Linked DNA regions of Xenopus laevis: region 1 is linked to region 2. A link is a contact called in public Hi-C data. All regions are on one chromosome and are shown on one strand. The core of a region is the stretch at or near the end of the contact, and the rest is flanking DNA. Distances in the headings are between cores, read along the strand shown.

Evidence for each region. Hi-C and Micro-C count contacts between places; a contact is called where the count stands out from the background.
Region 1: a Hi-C map of the XL177 cell line shows a contact between it and region 2, with 2.9 times the contacts expected there. A contact is called at or near these places in 3 of 4 Hi-C or Micro-C datasets (the XL177 cell line, the XTC cell line and animal cap).

The regions. Positions count from the first base shown.
Region 1 is chr2L:48,553,722-48,556,688 of Xenopus_laevis_v10.1, forward strand. No RefSeq gene overlaps it. Among protein-coding and RNA genes, the nearest start is that of mnt.L, 14 kb to the left of the region's middle.
Region 2 is chr2L:48,489,595-48,492,307 of Xenopus_laevis_v10.1, forward strand. The region is part of intron 4 of mnt.L (MAX network transcriptional repressor L homeolog); the gene reads right to left. Among protein-coding and RNA genes, the nearest start is that of mnt.L, 50 kb to the right of the region's middle.

The sequences.
Region 1 (2,967 bases), core at 465-2,964, 65 kb after region 2:
AAACATGTCTTGATAAGGATTCAAAATAGGCCCTTGCATTTCAAGTACACAGAGGCCCAAACAGCCCACACAGGCTCAATAAATAGTGACTGTCTATAGCATCTTACAGCAGCCTCTCTGGCATTTGCCAGAACCCAAAGATTATTAGTCCGGGTCCAAGTACAAGCCCTGTGTTAGCTGCCTGTGTTGCAGCATACATCACTGTTTGCCACCTTCTCCTCATTCCTTTATAAATGGATGCATTTTAAGTACACCTCCTGCATGGCTAATTAGCAATACATGATTAATATTGCAGACCACACTGGCTTTTGTGCAACCATGCATATAAGTGAAATCATAAATAGCCACACGGTAGTTGGGTTAATATGCGAATAGTATATAATAGATATTCCCTAGCAGAGAATACAGTGAACCACATACTACTGTTTTTTGTTTGCTTGTATATTTACTAAATAGCCTTTTAAAGTGGTAGGTTGCAGGGTATGTAGCTTCCTGTTGTAGACAACAGCAATTACCAAGGTATGCCAGTGTATCGATCACTATCTTGTCTTACCATACCTGTAACCCTAACTTATCAGTTGCGGGTCAAACCAGCTGTTATGTTATGAGGGGGGGGCAAGGGCCTGAAACAGGGTAGGCAAATAGAAGAGGTACATGCTCAGCTCCCCCTCACCTTTGCGCCCTAGACACATGCCTCTTCTGCCTACCCCTACTCTGGCCCTGCTACTTATAAACAAAGAAAAGCAACTGGAGACAGTTCTAAGCATATTTTCTAAACTTTGGGGAATTCACAAAAACAGAGCTACGATAAATGATGCAATAGTTAGCAATGCTGCCTTACAGCATGGGGTCGTAGGCTTCATTCCTACAAGGCCAATACCTGCAGGGAGTTTGTATGTTCTCCCCGTGTCTGCGTGAGTTTGCTTCCACGCTCCAATAACATACAGGCAGGTTAATTGATTTTTTATAAATTTGATTATAGTGTATTTGAATGAACGTAGGGCTCTACATATGGGCCCTTTTTTGCATCTAAAAGCGCACACTGAGCACGTAAGAATGCAAAAGGGCATAAAAGCTTACAAAAAGACAACTAAGGGCATTTTTGTGACACATCTCTCTATTTTAATATATCACAAATGGATGTCATGGGCACAAAAATGCAGCATGTTACATTGCAATTGCAGGGAGTCTTGACTGCAAGTCACATGAAGCATACAATGAAATCATGCAGTTGATGTGTTTAGGTGTGCGCAGACTTGCTTCTGAAGCTCACGTATAGGGTTGTCCTGGCCGGTAAAAATGATGGTTGATCCCAATGTTATTAATAGGGAATTTAGATAAATATATAAGAAGGCCGGTATTTTTTCCAGAAAAGGTGGCAACCCTACTCACGAAAAATGCACTAAAAATGTCTCTCTGTAAGAGCCTGAACACTGTAAGCTCCACTGAGGCAGAGACTGGTGTGAATAATGTATAATATCTGTAAAGCTCTGCAGAATATACACGATTCACTCAAAGCGGAATACGGTTTTCCTTGGGCCGATGACCCTAACCAACGCCACATTCCGGTAGTGAGAGGGTTACAGTTGCAGCTAGCAGGGTGCGCCTCTTCTCTGGTGGATCAGTGTATTTTCCCCACATGCTGTTGGCTAGGGGTGTGTGTGGGTGAGGCCACGTTTCACAATAATCCAGGGGGAGGAGGCTCAAGGATGGCTGAAAAAAAAAAAAAAAACAACGTGGAGGAGGAGGAGCCTGGGATTACACAAACGCGTGATGTGAGGAGGGAGATCCTGCCTAATGACTACTGCCTCTTTTGGCTCCTTAAAAGGGCAACACGTGGGCCGCCCTGAGCCATTTAACTCTTTCTGTTCCACTAGGGTTTGGTTGGATATTTACAGTTCGGAGCCGGTTACGTGTAGAAGACTGCACTGCATTCATGGGATGTTATACTGATCAATGCTAAGATGGATTTTTGCTGTGCAAAAGCAATATATGCAACTTAGTTAGCCAATACATAGGATCATTTAGATTGTAAGTTCTAATGAGCAGGGCCCTCTTTACCTCCTGTATCAGTCAGTATCTTGTTTGATGTATACACCCATACCTCCTCTGTTACCTGGTTTTGCACTCCCTCCCATCACTATATGTCATTCCCACGAGTTTTACAGTTTCTCCGGCTGCATTGAAGGAGATTGTGCGCATGTGCAGAGGCTAAAACATGGAAAAATGTTGCAGCGGCATGCACAGGTCCCCCGAAAGTGCAGGCCCTACAGTTGACGTCTCTGCACACCCTTTTATTAAACAGCTATGCAGAATATGTTGGCACATTGTATATTTAATCACCTGTCCTTGCGGATTATCTTATGTGGGGAAAACTGGTTTGATGTTGAGATGGCGAATTGATGCTCATAGGTCAGCCATTAATGATGCTTATACAGATAAGAAAACCACCGAACCGGTTGCTAAACATTTTTTGGAGGTGGGGCACCATTTAGCTACTTTTAAATATATGGCAATTGATTATGTTCCGATGCCTTGGAGAGGAGGTGACAGTGAAATTATTACAACGTGAAGCTTTTTGGATCAAAACACGGGATACATTGTCCATTAGGGGAATGAATCAATACTGTTATTTTAGCTGTTTTTTGGATAAGCAATAAAAATGTGGGTGTTGCTCTGTGTACATAACTATATACATTTATATTTAATATTACCTGCCCCACTTGCTACAAATGTTTTCATTTGCTGTGGCTATATAATTAGCTTTACTGAGTATTTTATTAACTGATTAACTAATTAAGAAACACACTTGTTGGTGATGTCATGAATTAGGTGGAGCTTATTTGGTTTTAAAATTGTGTAACTGTAACTGTAAGTAAATAATACTTAAAGGGCACCTATTAGTGATGTGTGGGTAGGCACTCTCTCGACTCAGCAAGCCATTATTATTTATATACCCGTGTCTGA
Region 2 (2,713 bases), core at 62-2,561:
GCTGGGGTTAAATTTGTACAATAAACAATGTCCCTCTCCAGATCAGGAAATCTCTTTGCCCCAGTTTGCTGTAAACATCACATTTGTATAGTGCTGTGTAACTCATGTATCCCCAGATTGTGTCAGGAATGAAGCCAAATTAATGCTGCAAGTAAATATACACACACCTTTCAGGTCTACAATATGTTTTCACCTAAGATATATATTTTCTTTATAATTTGTAGTTAGTAGATGTGGTAGTGTAGCCAACCTTGAATACAATAACTACAGATCCGCTCATTTGGTAAGGTTTTGCCTTTTATCCAGTAACAGTATCAGAGAAGTGCATGGTGAGTGTGATCTGCTGCAGGCAGCGTGCTTGTGATGAACTGTGCTGCTGTTTTAGTTAAGATTGCTACATATGAAGGGTGGTTTCTAGGTTATGGATTTTTCTCTTTCCCATTCTCTTTCTCCCCCCCCCCCATAAGTATGCAGGCAGTGAATAGATTAAAGACTAGTCAGGGAGAAAATGTTCCCCTATGCAAGACCACAGCAATTCTGTATCTTGGCTACTAGCGGGCAACTCACACTTTTGTAGCTGTGAATTTTTTAAGCTTTGATCGCCTTGTTTTCCCACTAACTGAAGTAGTATGGGTTTTAAACAGGTTTATATTGTAAGTTGGTGCTGTCAATTCATGCATTTATTAAGATTTTTCAGTGTGCAAATTTGGCTATTTTTGGGCTACTTTTAAGGGTCAGGGCACACACTCAGATTCGGGGAGATTAGTCGCCCGGCGACAAATCTCTTCTTTGGGTCTACTAATCTCCCCGAACTGCCTCCCGCCGGCTAGAATGTAAATAGCCGGCAGGATGGCACTCGGAGCAACTTCGATAAACAAAGTGCTCTAAGTGCCATTCTAGCCGGCAGGAGGCAGTTTGGGGAGATTAGTAGACCCGAAGGAGAGGAGAATTGCCACCAGGCGACTAATCTCCCCGAATCTACGCATGTGCCCTGACCCTTAAAATGGCTTTTGGCTACTTTTTGGCTACTTTTTTGATAGCCCTTGGCTGGTTTTGTAATGTAAACCTGGCAACCCTGATGTTTATGTGCATTTGACGGAGAACATACTAAAATGACTGGAATATCTAGGGCTCATTTGCCAACAGGTGAATTGTTGTGTGCATCAGCTGTCGGTGTCCTGGAATATGTCAATCAGACCCTGCTGCAATGGACCTTACAATCTTGGTCCCAGTCAAAGCCAAAGGTCCATTTGAGCATGAAGCAGTTAACCAGGTTTGGGCGTGTGGGAAGAAAACCCAGGCAGGCACTGGGACAGCATCCTAACCAGGGACAGCATGCTAACCAGGGACAGCATACTAACCAGGGACAGCATGCTAACCAGGGACAGCATCCTAACCAGGGACAGCATCCTAACCAGGGACAGCATCCTAACCAGGGACAGCATACTAACCAGGGACAGCATGCTAACCAGGTCACAAATAAAAGCCCTGACTGGGATAAAATCATACATTGCTGATGTTTATTGCTTTCATATATAATGTGTTATTGCCAAAATTGTACCAGCAGCAAATATCTGTTGTCACTCAGCTCTTAAACAAAGGTCTAACCCTCACACAGGCAGCGCCTAACTTACCGCGGGTTACCGCTTTAAGAGACTCCTCCCCCCTTCCAACAACCCACCCCCTTTGATTTCACAGAAGTCACACACGTGTCAGCAAACACGTCAGGCTCTCCCAGTCCCTCCTCCCCTTTACTCCCTTTTTGCCGGGAAATGAATTGGAAGGCAGCCAGTTGCACAGCCGCCCCTGCTGCCAGCGTGCATTCCATTTATGGCTTGTACAGACAGCCTGCCACAAGCCGTCACCCATGTGCTCGTAGAAGAGGGAGAGGGAGGGGGTGGGGAGAGCAGGCGGTAGAAGAAGAAGCGCGTGGGGAAGGGGAGAGGGAAACACTGGCAGGCTTCCCTATATAATGGTGTCTGCCTACAATCAATTGAATGAATCAGGGAAGTCACGAGATAGTTTAACCCTTCTGTTGCCGAGGAGGGAACAGCGAAATGGCAGGAAGAGGGAAATGCTGGGTTTCTAATATTGCAGAGACAAAGCCCTGGTAACAGTCAGGCATTAATACTTCAGTAATCCGCACAGACTCGCTTGTGTTTGGTACCTAAGGAAACTCCAAGCAGCTCATCGTCAGCTAGACTACACATTGCAGCTTTATTTATGAGTCACATGCTGCCACAGGCTTGGGAGTTGAAGTTCAGCTTGAGAGTTGCACACTGGAAATGCTTGCTCTAAGCAATCAGCACACACGTCTTGGCTGCAGGCCTGCTACAATACCTGCCACTTACTTCTCCATCACATTTCTCTAAGTGCTTCACTCACCCACAATGCAAAGATGTTGGAACACTTTATAATATATATATATATATATTTATAGTATCCTTGTTGCTGCTGATTTTTCTGCTCTTCCTACACTTTAGCAGGATGTAAGTGTGAGGCCTAATGTTAATTCTAGCGTGCTGAAAATGAAGCAGCAGTGTACATAGTGGCAGATTAAATCTGCAGTGAAGAATGAGGATAGAGGGCAGATACAAGTAGGGCTGCCACCTTTTCTGTAAAGAAAATACCGGCCTTCCTATATATTTATCTTTTTCCCTATTAATAACATTGGGATCAACCATCATTTTTACTGGCCAGGCAGGTAAAATAC